3 separate regions of the Sus scrofa genome follow, and regions 1 and 2 are each linked to region 3. A link is a contact called in public Hi-C and HiChIP or PLAC-seq data. All regions are on one chromosome and are shown on one strand. Each heading gives the region's core, a stretch centred on a gene start, on an enhancer-like site or on the middle of the called end of the contact. The rest is flanking DNA. Distances are from core to core; before and after follow the strand shown.

Region 1 (3,693 bases), core at 544-3,043, 73 kb before region 3:
GGCAATGCCAGATCCTTAAGCCACTGAGCAAGGCCAGGGAATCAAACCTGCATCCTTATGGATACTAGTCAGGCTCTTAACCTGCTAAACCACAACAGAAACTCCACTTCAGCCACCTTCTGTTTGTTAGAAGCAAGTAGTGTAGCAGGTGATTAGAATTAATGATACTTAAATATTTTGTATAGATATAGTTTACAATCCAAGTGTAGTTATAGACCTGAAAGTTGCTAAGGGATTAGATCTTAAAGGGTCCACAAAACAGAAATGAAAAAAATAAGTGACCCAGTATGTACTTTTGAACAAAAAGAAACTGTGTCCCTGAGGGCTGCACTGGTCTTCGATTTAAAACACAGGATGCAATCCCAATTCTGCTGCTTACCGGCCAGGGAGCTCCCATGCACATCATTTGATTGTGAGCCTCTTGCTTCTGTGTCTTCTAAAAAGTTTCTCTTCTCTGGAGACCTGAAAGGGAAATGAGATCCCGTACAGGAAAGAGCCTAGCAAAGTGCCTGCCGATTCAGTGATTGTTGTTTGTTGTTGAACAAGAGATCCGGGGAAGGAATAGGCACATCTCACATCAGATAAAGGAACACGTGGTCATCACTGATCTGTGACAGGTGCAGGTGACCAAGATCTGTTTTGAGTGATTGCGCCAAATGACTGAATGTCTCAACATTAAAATATGATAGAGGGGTTTGCATTGTGGTGAAAAGGGATTGGCGGCATCTCTGCATGGCCAGGACACAGGTAGGATCCCTGGCCTGGCACAGTGGCTTAAAAATCCGGTGTTACTGCAGCTGCAGCATAAGTTGCAACTGCAGCTGGGATCTGATCCTTGGCCCAGGAGCTCCATATGCGGCCAAATGAGAGGAAAAAAAAAAAAAAAAAAAGTGAGCTAGTCGATATGCAGAAGAGGCAGTTAGGCTCTGTGTCTTGAAGGGAAAAATGACAAAGGATTTGCAGACATGTCTTAAAACCCCCACAGGGACGTGCTTAAGGAAGTTCTGGCAAGACCAGAAAGCTGAGAATGAGGTCCCAGGGAAAGCTGACACGGTTGTGTTTAAATCTGTGGGTTTGAGGTGTTTTGTGGTCACGTGGGCCTCTTTCCCTAGCAGGCAGTGGGCGTATGGACATGTGGGTCTCATCTCCAGCCCTAGATGATGAGTTTTCTGAAAGCGGGGACTTCGCCCTTTTCGCTGCAGTGGTTCAGCACTATGTTTGATACCCAAAGAGGACCCGTAGATATTTATTGAATGAATGAATGAATGAGTCAATGCGGAAGGAGTTAGGACTGAAGCTCTGGGGTCTCGAATTCTGGATCGCCTTTTTCTTTTTATTTATTTGGCTTCTTAGGGCCGCACCCGCAGCATATGGAAGTTCCCCGGCTAGGGATCAAATTGGAGCTGCAGCTGCCAGCCTATAGGACAGCCACAGCAGTGCAGGATCTGAGCTGCATCTGCGACCTACACCACAGCTCACGGCAATGCGGGATCCTTAACCCACTGAATGAGGCCAAGGATTGACCCCACATCCTCATGGGTACTAGTCAGGTTCGTTAGTGCTGAGCCATGATTTGAACTCCAGGACTGGTTTGAGCACAGCTCCCAAGGGGAGAGGGACTCCTGTGTGTGCTCAGAGAATCGTAGTCCTAGGGGTGTGGTCTGTGCTGCAGCTTTGGGTGCCCTCAGGGCCAGGGGCCTGGATTGACTGGGAAACCTCCCTCTGGACTTCCACTAAATGGAAACTGAAACTGGACTCTCGGGAGAAAACAAAGATCAACAGTGGCTATTTTGATCCTTACGCTATCTCCTGTCTAAGCAGCTCAGTCCACTTCCTGTTTATAGGCTCAGCAGAGCCAAAGGGACTGAACCTCTGAGGAAAAGATTTTCTCTGGGGATTTCTAGCCAGATCAGCAAACAGGAAATGGGCAGGACCCTGCCAAGACAGATGTTTGTCTTTCTGCCAGCCTGGCAGGTGTGATGGTGCCCTGGCTGGAGTGGGCAACACAGGTGTCTGAAAGAGGAGCCTCCAATCCTGCATCTGGCCTTCAGCATCTACCCCTCACACCTAGCTCCACTCCCACCCCCCCAAATCTGGGGGCTTCACGTGAAGCCACTCGGGGCTGGTGCCGAGGCACTGGGGAGGGCCCTCCCCGCCGGGTATGCAGATGTGATATTCTGGGGCTGCCTGGGCAGCTGCGTTTCACTTTCAAACACCCAGAAGGAAAGGCTCTCTGTGGCCGGCCTTCTGTCTTCACGTGGAGAATCTCAGGATTTCAGAGTTCCGGTTGTGGTGCAATGGAAACAAATCTGACTAGGAACCGTGAGGTTTTGGGTTTGATCCCTGGCCTCATTCAGGGGGTCACTGCTATGAGCTGTGGTGTAGGTCGCAGCTGTGGCTCAGATCCTGTGTGGCTGTGGCTGTGGTGTAGGCTGGCATCTGTAGCTCTGATTAGACCCCTAGCCTGTTGAAACTCCGTATGCTGTGGGAATGGCCCTTAAAAAAAAAAGAATCTCAGGATTTCCTCATGACAGAACAGGAGGCCCAGATTTTCAGGGAGTGACCTTCAACCCAATTCCTGTCCTGGCTACAAAACTCTGGAGCTGGACACAGCCAGAAGGACCCTTAGGGAATGAGGGGCTAAGAGAAAATAGTGACATAAAAGCAGCTGAGCAGTGGTGGGGTTGCAGACTGCAAGGCCCTGTGAGCCGTCAGTTCTTCCCTGCAACCCCTACACACACCACACACATGTACACAGACCACACTATGTGCACAGGTCTAACATACATGTGTACACATGTACACACACACACACACCCTTCTCCCAGAAAAGTTCTGTCTAGATGGGACCTCTCAGCTAACACCTGAAAAACTGGAAGGGTAGCCATGCCAAGAACATTCCAGGCAGTAGGGCCAGCATGTGCAAAGGCTGGGCAGCTCCACCCCTGTGGTCTGGGCCAAAGTGGACAGTTTGTGGCTCCCTCCACAGCTTCTGCTTTCTCATGCCTGGGACCCCGAGCCTGCTCTTGCCTAACCTCCCCCCACCGCCGCCTCCACCGTCCTAATCTTCCAGCATCTTTCTCACTTATTGCAACTCCTAAATTCACTCCCAAAGGGTAGCAGGTAGAAAGCTGGGTCCGAAAACTCATGGGCAAGAAATAACACCTATTTTCTTTAAATCAAATTCTGGTCGACTCTGAGCTGCAGGCCTGCTGGCCTGGCAGGTATTCAGTCCCAGGCATTCTTGGGAGTCCCCTGGACCCAGTCTCCTGTGAAGGTGCCATGCTTACCAGGGGGTAGGCCCACCATCCCTGCCCCTCACTTTTGTCTGTTACCCTGGCCCTCATGGTCCCTTGGGGACTAAAGTCTGCATGGCTTCCAGGCCACACCGAGGGACGAGAACCTTGGCAGAGGCTGGGAGCCCTTGGACTTGGCATCCAGCCTTCCTGCCTGCACCCAATATCCATAACCTCTCCTGCGTCTTTCTTCCCTCCCCAGCTGGGGCTGAACCCACCTCTCCTCTGGTTCCAGCTCCTGAAGGAAAGTACCCACCCCCATCCTGCCCAGATCTAGCTTAATTTCTTTCATGAATTTCTGCTTTTGCAAAAGATCTTTTTAAAATTTTTTGTATTAGTGTTGATTTACAATGTTCTGTCAATTTCTGCTGTACAGCAAAGTGACCCAGTCATATAT
Region 2 (3,484 bases), core at 147-2,646, 97 kb after region 3:
TTCTAGAGCCAAATGTGGAATATCCTACAGATGGTTATTTTTCTTTTGGTGTTCCTGAACATTCTCTGGTGACACAAGGCTAGTCCTGGTAGCTGCGACTTACCAAGCCCTTAAAGCTGAGTGCTCTTCTAGTCAGTTCGCACACATTTTCCTCATTTCTCATTTCCTCATTTAATCCTCCCAGTAGCCCCCTAAAATAGAATCCAAATTATCCAAACTCTTGAGACCAGATTATCTTTCTGATTTTAGAAAGGCCGTCAAGTGTATACACAATTATTTAGAAAAGCAATGCAATGCATGTACTATTGCTTAACACACCCAGTGGGATCTGGGACAGAGCATCTGGCATCAAATTCAATTTCTGCTGTGAAACCTAGGAAGGATTAGTTCTGGTAAGCGGGATGATAAAGACCAAGAAGAGCCTCATTCCAGCTCATGTCAGGTTGTGCTGCTACATAAGTTATGGTAAAACTTCGTTTTCAGAGCTTTTCTGAGATTTCGGAATGGTGCCTAAGGGATCCAGATCCTGTATTATTCCCTTTTTAATACCAGACCCCAGAGACATTATTAGGTCATTTTCCCAAGGTCACCCAGCCAGGAAGTGGGAGAGCCAGCTTCAAGCTCAGGCTCATTTGACTTCAAAGTCCATTTTTTTGGGCCACATCCATGGCACATGTCAGTTCCTGGGCCAAGGACCAAACCTACACTATAGCAATGACAACAGCAGATTCTTAACCCACTGAGCCACAATGGGAACTCCAAGAATCCATTTCTTAATTTGCGGAATGAGCCAGGATAAGCATTCACTCTGTGACCTCAACACATTTGGTGGGGTGGGGCCAAAGCTGGCCAAGTTAGTTATCTGGTGGTCATTGAATACCATGAGTATGCTGTGCTGTTCTCTTTTTGCTCTTTAAAGTCATTCCTTTTGCCTTGGACCAGAAACTCCATGTATTTTTATTTATCTGAACCCAGGAAATAAATTCATTTAAAAAAAAATGCATACCATTTGGGAAGAATTGGTGAGAAAAGGTTAGGTTGAAGTAGCATTTGGCATTTTGGGCAAAAGTGTGCAATGAGATCAAGACTTCTCAAAGTTCTTTTTGGACATTCCCTTCAGTGGTTTGGAAAGGGCAGCTGCCTTGGTTAAATCCATCAGCCTCACTCTTGAGACGATATAGACTCTGGTCTCCTTCTGTGACAAGCCCATGGTCATGGCTTCTGGGTCAGAGAACTGTGGAGAAGAACTACACTTCTGGCCATTCCCTTCTCTGACAGGTTCTGCCAGCACTGCTGATTGTGCTGGGCCTTCTGGTAGACCCAGGGTGTCGGCCACACCATGTGGTGGCCTTGTTCCATACCCTTTACTCATGCCTGGCTACTCCATGCTCCACGTTAGGGGAATTGCTTCCAAAACAATCTGACTCAGCCACATGCAAAGAAAGATGCAGTCTTGATCTGAGAACAAAAAGATGAATCAGAGGACCTAATTCTTGAAAGATTCCTCCTCTGTATCTGGAAAGAAATTGAGCTAATCTAAGCCAGGCCTGGGAGCAGGAAGGCCCCTGTGACTACTGGAGTTTAGGGCAGGATATGACAGTTTCTTACTAACCGTGGTGACTTGCCGCGTGCTTCCCTAGGGAGATTGGGATTTCAGATCCATTTCCTCTCTGTGAATAAGCTCCTGACTCCTTCAGGGGTGGAGGGTGGGGGCGGTGGTGGGAAGAGTGTGCAGGACAGGCCATTAGAACACCAGAGAATACATTCATGTTCTATGCAATGGTACTTCCTTTCTCATGACCTTGAACGTAAACATCAAAGCTGTTCCCCCAAAGTGGTATGCATCTTGACATCACAGGTATTCTCAGTCTGTCTTTTATTTTCATTGTTCAAATATAAATTCATACCATTTGTGAAGAAACTGGTCAAGGATTATTATGTGCTGAAACACGACAGTCATTTCTCTGGATTCCCATCTTAAGTTCCAATCCTGATTCGACTCCTCGTTAGCTGTATGACCAGCTTTCTTCACCTCCCTAAACCTCAGTTTCCTCATCAGTAAAATTGGAATAAAACAGTACCAACCTCATCAATAAGTTAGTACCGTCAATGTTTGGTGCACAAAAGGCTTCCAATAAGAGTTATTGTTTTTGAGATTGCAGTTATTGTTATGTTTTAAGACCTAGAAAACCTTAGCAGAGTTACTTATGAGTTATTCTTTGGCAGCTACATACATGACATACATGGCACAACATGCTTTATAAAGTTGCTTTCTAGCCCTAGTTGAGATTTTTTTTATAGTTACTTTCTCAGAATTAAAGTTTCCTCTTACAAAATCTTGAGTTCAAGAATTAGCTTACAATAGTCAGCTGTGATTCTAAAAAACAAAGGCTGTTATGAAGCCTATTGGGTGACAATAAAATTAGAAATGACCATGAAAATGTTTTCTGTCTTTGGGAGGGGTGATCATCTTTGTAGAGTCAAGCCCACCATATTGCTAGAAATGTGTTTAACCCAAAGATCTTGCTGGGGGAATTGCTGCTTACTGTGATTTTCATTCTTATTGTTTAATTAAGTTTTTCTTCTTAAACTATGCTTCTCTTAGAGAAGCAAAACTCTTTCCTTCTCCAGTTTTCATTTCCTAGTTTCATTCAGACGAATGGTCCAATATCAACAATCCATTCAATATCCCTCCTTACCTTAAAGTAATAATTTTTGCAAGTTTCTCAGACCCATTTCACCAGGCAGGATATTTCTCATTTGTGAACTGGGCTTATAATCCAAAGATTCATATCATCGCATTCCCCCACCCCTGGGGCCTTCAAAGGAGGAGATGAAAGGACCAGGGACCAGCTCTTGGTGTGTGGGTCACAGCTGGAACCACACAAGCCCATGGACTCCGGCTCCCACAGGCAGGATATTCCCTTGTACAGGGAGGAAATGGAATTCAAAACGCAAGTCTGAGCTCACTTCTTTCTGGTGATCTGAGAGTCATTTTAGATGTTTGCAAGCTTCCCGCAAGGCTCCCTGAAGAAAGGATATCATTGAAGGAGGCTTGGGCCAAGGCATGTTGTCTGGTGGGCGTCTTTGTTCAGTTTGCTTTTTAGCTAAGAGTGGGTGATGGCTTTTTCTTGTCTTTTGAGAAATGTAGAAACAAAGGATCCTTGATTTTTAAGACGTCAGACGCCATGCATACGGAATATCATAATCACCCAAATCCTAATGTTTGACCAAATAGTTTTCCTAAACTTTGGGAATCCACCCTCTTGGCTTTTTAGAAGTTAGTCCTCTTCCTACAGAATGAGGGTGTGGGCAGCAGCTGGGTACTGAGGACGTGCAGGGAACTCCGTCTTGCTTGGAAAATCTGGAAGTGCAGTCAGGACGTGGCTTCCTCTCTCTGGACCAGAAAGTGGCCTAACTATAATAAACAAAGAGGAAACACAAATTCATGTGTTCTAGTTTTCTCTTCCACTCATGATGGGAG
Region 3 (3,308 bases), core at 65-2,564:
TAGAGTAAAGGTGTGAATAAACCTCCAGATGGGAAATAAGCCTTTTCTTGGGAGGCTGCTATTTTTAAGGTCGTTAGCTGGACAGGCTTCCTGGGCAGTTCCCCATGTTATCATTTCTTGTATGGGGAATCAAGGACCTTTGTGGATGAGGAAAAAAAGAACCAAACCCTGGCAGGTGACTTTGACGCTCAGAAGAGGAACCCCGTGTTTGGGCCACTGGTTCAGAAAAAAGCAGGCCAGAGGTCGGAAATTGGAAGGAGAGTAAGGGGCTCTGACTTTCAGAGCTGGAGAGAGAGAATCACCGGGAAAATGGAAACACCGGTCATGCCTAGTGGACAGTTGGAGACATCTGACTTTATGCTATATTTATATTCTATTTCCTCTGTAGAGAACGCCTTGCTTTTTAAAATCCTGTTTTCTGGGCGGGGTGTTTCTGTGTGTGTGTCCTCTCTCAGAATTTCTAGATGGTCCGTTTTCAAAGGGTCATTAACATTATTTAAATATTCATGAGGGGGAGGGGATTACATGCTGAAATTTCAGACGTCTCCGGAGTGGGGGGTGGCTGGCCACCCCCTCGACTGAGCCCCACGAGGTGTAACAGCTGCCTCCTTCCCCATCGCTGGCTTTGTTAACACGCACGCCCCGACACCAGGCCACCGGCTGCCACATTAGGGAGGGCATCATGACAGCTCTGGCCAGTCAACGAGCTGGGAAACCTCCCTGTCCACACCTTAGTCTCTGGACCCCATCAGGGCGAGGTCCAAAACACACTGAACCGCCCTCCGGGTCGCAGAAACGCACCTCCCAACCGCTCCCAGCGGTTCCGCTTACCCGGACATAGTCGTGGTGCTGGGTAAGAGACGAGGAGCTCGACCCCTCGTATGGGAACTCAGCAGTTGTGGCGATGTGCGGGCTCACACGCACCCACACACTTTCCTGTACACTCGTATGCACGTATGTATACACCAACACACACGATCCCCTGCACACAAGCCGACACGCCCACCCGTGTGCTAACGCGCGTTCATACACCCAGGCACAGAGCCTTCTCCCCAGTTAGGAAACGCTCGGCTGCACGTGCCCATCCCTCCATTCCTCCAGTCTATCCATTCACTCATTTCTTGGTTTCTACGTTTGTGCACAGATTCCGCCAAAGCCAGACAGAAGGTGTGGGTGGTTGGGGAGGGGATGTGAAAGGCGAGGGGCGGACCGGGGCCCTAGGCGCCGGGAAGGGGGCGGGGAAGGGGCGGGCTCCGGGAGCCGGCGGGCGGCGCTCGGCTCACTCCAGCACGCCCCGCGGCAGCAGCTCTCCGCAGATGCGCTCGCCCCAGCCAGGGGCTGCCGAACGCCTTTGCGTGGAGTCTCCCGGACGCCCCAGCGAGGAGGCAGCGGCCGCACCGCGCTGGAGCAGAGCCCGAGGACTGTGCCCCCGGGATCCGGCGCTCAGAGGTGGGTGTCCAAGCTGGGGCGCGGGCGGCTCCGGACTCCAAGTCCTCGGGGCGCTCTCTTGGTGTTGGGGCCTCGCACACTAGGAAAGGGTGGCCCAGGAGGGATTGGTGATCTGGGAAGCCCTTGGAAGCACCGTGGACTTTAAAGGGCTTTTATGTCCCTTGCTTAGTGGAGCGTGTGCGAGGGGGTGGCCTGGCTGGAAAGGGCTATGGCCATGTGGCCATGTGGCTTTGAATTCCTAGGTTTGGGGGAGGGCCAGCTTTTGGCTCCTTTAATCAGTATTTGTTCACTTATATATACTTTAAAAAATAAACTTAGGCATATTACCCTCCTCCCCCCGCCCCCCGCAACACACACTCACAGAGCCGGGCTGTTGAGGAAAAGCAGAGAAAATCAAAAGGCTGTAGCCGCCTTTCCAGACCCGGGAGCCGCGGTGGATGGAGCCACCCATTCCAGTTCGAGATGAAGGCGTGGGTCTTGACTCCTTAGGTGGCAGCGCTGCGGCCGTTTTTTGGAAGTCTAGAGCTTCTGCATGGAGATTGGGACCGAGAAGGGCTGGGTCCCTGCCCTGACCAGCCCGAGCTCCTTCCGAACGGGATCGGGATGGAGGTGGGGGATGCTGAGGAAGGAGGGAGCAGCCGTTCTGTGCGCGGAAGGAGGGGGATCCGGATCCAAGCTGAGCCTGGAAGTTTGGCCTCAGGCTGAGACCCCACTTCTTAGGATCTGGTGTTTTATCCCGGATAAAGCCTGAGGGTTTGTCTCTTTGGCCCCTTTGTGGGGACACTGTGAAGAGCCGAAGGGGCGGATCGAGGTGGGTGAGCGCTGGGCAAACTGTTCTGTAATCGCCGAGGCGGCGCACCTCCCGGGATAGGAGCTAGGAGATACTGGCGGCCCGGAGCAGTTCTAGAGAAACATAGTGAAGAACAGGGGCCTGAATTAAGTTCAGGAGAGCCGGCAGCCTGGTAGTCCGCGGAGGGAGGCGGAACGGACGGGGGAGCCGTGGTGCTGGTGGCGGGTGAGGGCAGAAGGCAAAGCGGCTGTGGGTGGTGGGGAGGGAGGCGGCAGGCCGCGGGCTGGACCCGCGGGAGCTGGACCCACGGGAGCGGAACCCGCTACCTGGTTTCTGAGCTTCCGTGCATGGATGCGAGATGGCCAGCCTTGGGGATCTCTCCTCAGGCCGCAAAAAGAGGGCGCCTGGGAGGAAAGTGACTCGTTTACAGAGATGTTAAACCCAGTAATGCCAGTTTCCCGCGTGGGTCAATAGTGGTTTGGCTTCGATGGGCTGTGTGGTCAGACGTTGCCAAATTTGCACTCTTCCCTGTAGCAGTTAAGTGCTGCACCATTAATTTGGGCGAACCTCCAACCCTCCCACCAAAGTATTTGTCTTCGAAAAGACTTCCCTGTCTCCTCCCCCCGCCCTGTGTCTCTGTCTCTCCTATAGATCTCTCTATAGTATATCTCTGAGTCTGCAAACAGCTTCTCAGAGGAAGCTCCCTTCCATCTTATCAGGGGCAGAAATTAGTACAAACCCATCACTCACCTTTGTCATCCCCCCCCCCCCCCCCCCGATTTGTTTCCTTGGCTTTGTTCTAACTGAAGAGAGGTCATTTAAGCATCACACTTTTCTTCCTGGAAATGGTCCCAATTTAACTAAACACTCTCCTCCTTCTGGCAGCCTCCTTCACTTTGATCAATAAAATTTCAGAGTGGCATGTCTAGAAATGAGGCATATTTAGTAAGGAGTTTACTAGGTTTCTTTAAATAAAGCCTTTTAAGAATTAAAACTTGCCCTTGAGCATCTTCTAAACAGTTACCCATCCAGCTCTCTCCTCAGTTTTGCCATAGGCTCTTTGCTTAAA

What was found. Hi-C and Micro-C count contacts between places; a contact is called where the count stands out from the background. HiChIP or PLAC-seq counts read pairs in DNA pulled down with a chosen protein or histone mark.
Region 1: a contact with region 3 is called in an H3K27ac HiChIP or PLAC-seq map of skeletal muscle. The contact joins the enhancer-like site here to the promoter of AKAP2 in region 3. A contact is called at or near these places in 6 of 47 Hi-C or Micro-C datasets (alveolar macrophages, heart right ventricle, liver and 2 more) and 1 of 2 datasets of contacts at active chromatin or transcription factors (skeletal muscle).
Region 2: a contact with region 3 is called in a Hi-C map of skeletal muscle, with 3 times the contacts expected there. The contact joins the enhancer-like site here to the promoter of AKAP2 in region 3. A contact is called at or near these places in 13 of 47 Hi-C or Micro-C datasets (adipocytes, alveolar macrophages, embryonic fibroblasts and 7 more) and 1 of 2 datasets of contacts at active chromatin or transcription factors (skeletal muscle).

What each region holds. Positions count from the first base shown.
Region 1 is chr1:250,992,933-250,996,625 of Sscrofa11.1, forward strand. It overlaps a transcript of AKAP2 not described here. Among named protein-coding and RNA genes, the nearest start is that of AKAP2, 73 kb to the right of the region's middle. Within about 2 kb of position 1,794, at least 29 of the 83 cell types and tissues checked have an H3K27ac peak or open chromatin away from gene starts, as enhancers often do. A contact at or near this core is called in liver and skeletal muscle, where this site is marked.
Region 2 is chr1:251,163,190-251,166,673 of Sscrofa11.1, forward strand. The region is part of intron 2 of AKAP2 (A kinase (PRKA) anchor protein 2); the gene reads left to right. Among named protein-coding and RNA genes, the nearest start is that of C1H9orf152, 53 kb to the right of the region's middle. Within about 2 kb of position 1,397, at least 12 of the 83 cell types and tissues checked have an H3K27ac peak or open chromatin away from gene starts, as enhancers often do. A contact at or near this core is called in embryonic fibroblasts and skeletal muscle, where this site is marked.
Region 3 is chr1:251,066,422-251,069,729 of Sscrofa11.1, forward strand. AKAP2 (A kinase (PRKA) anchor protein 2) reads left to right here and starts at 1,315. Exons shown (of 3, transcript NM_001204181.1): 1 at 1,315-1,449.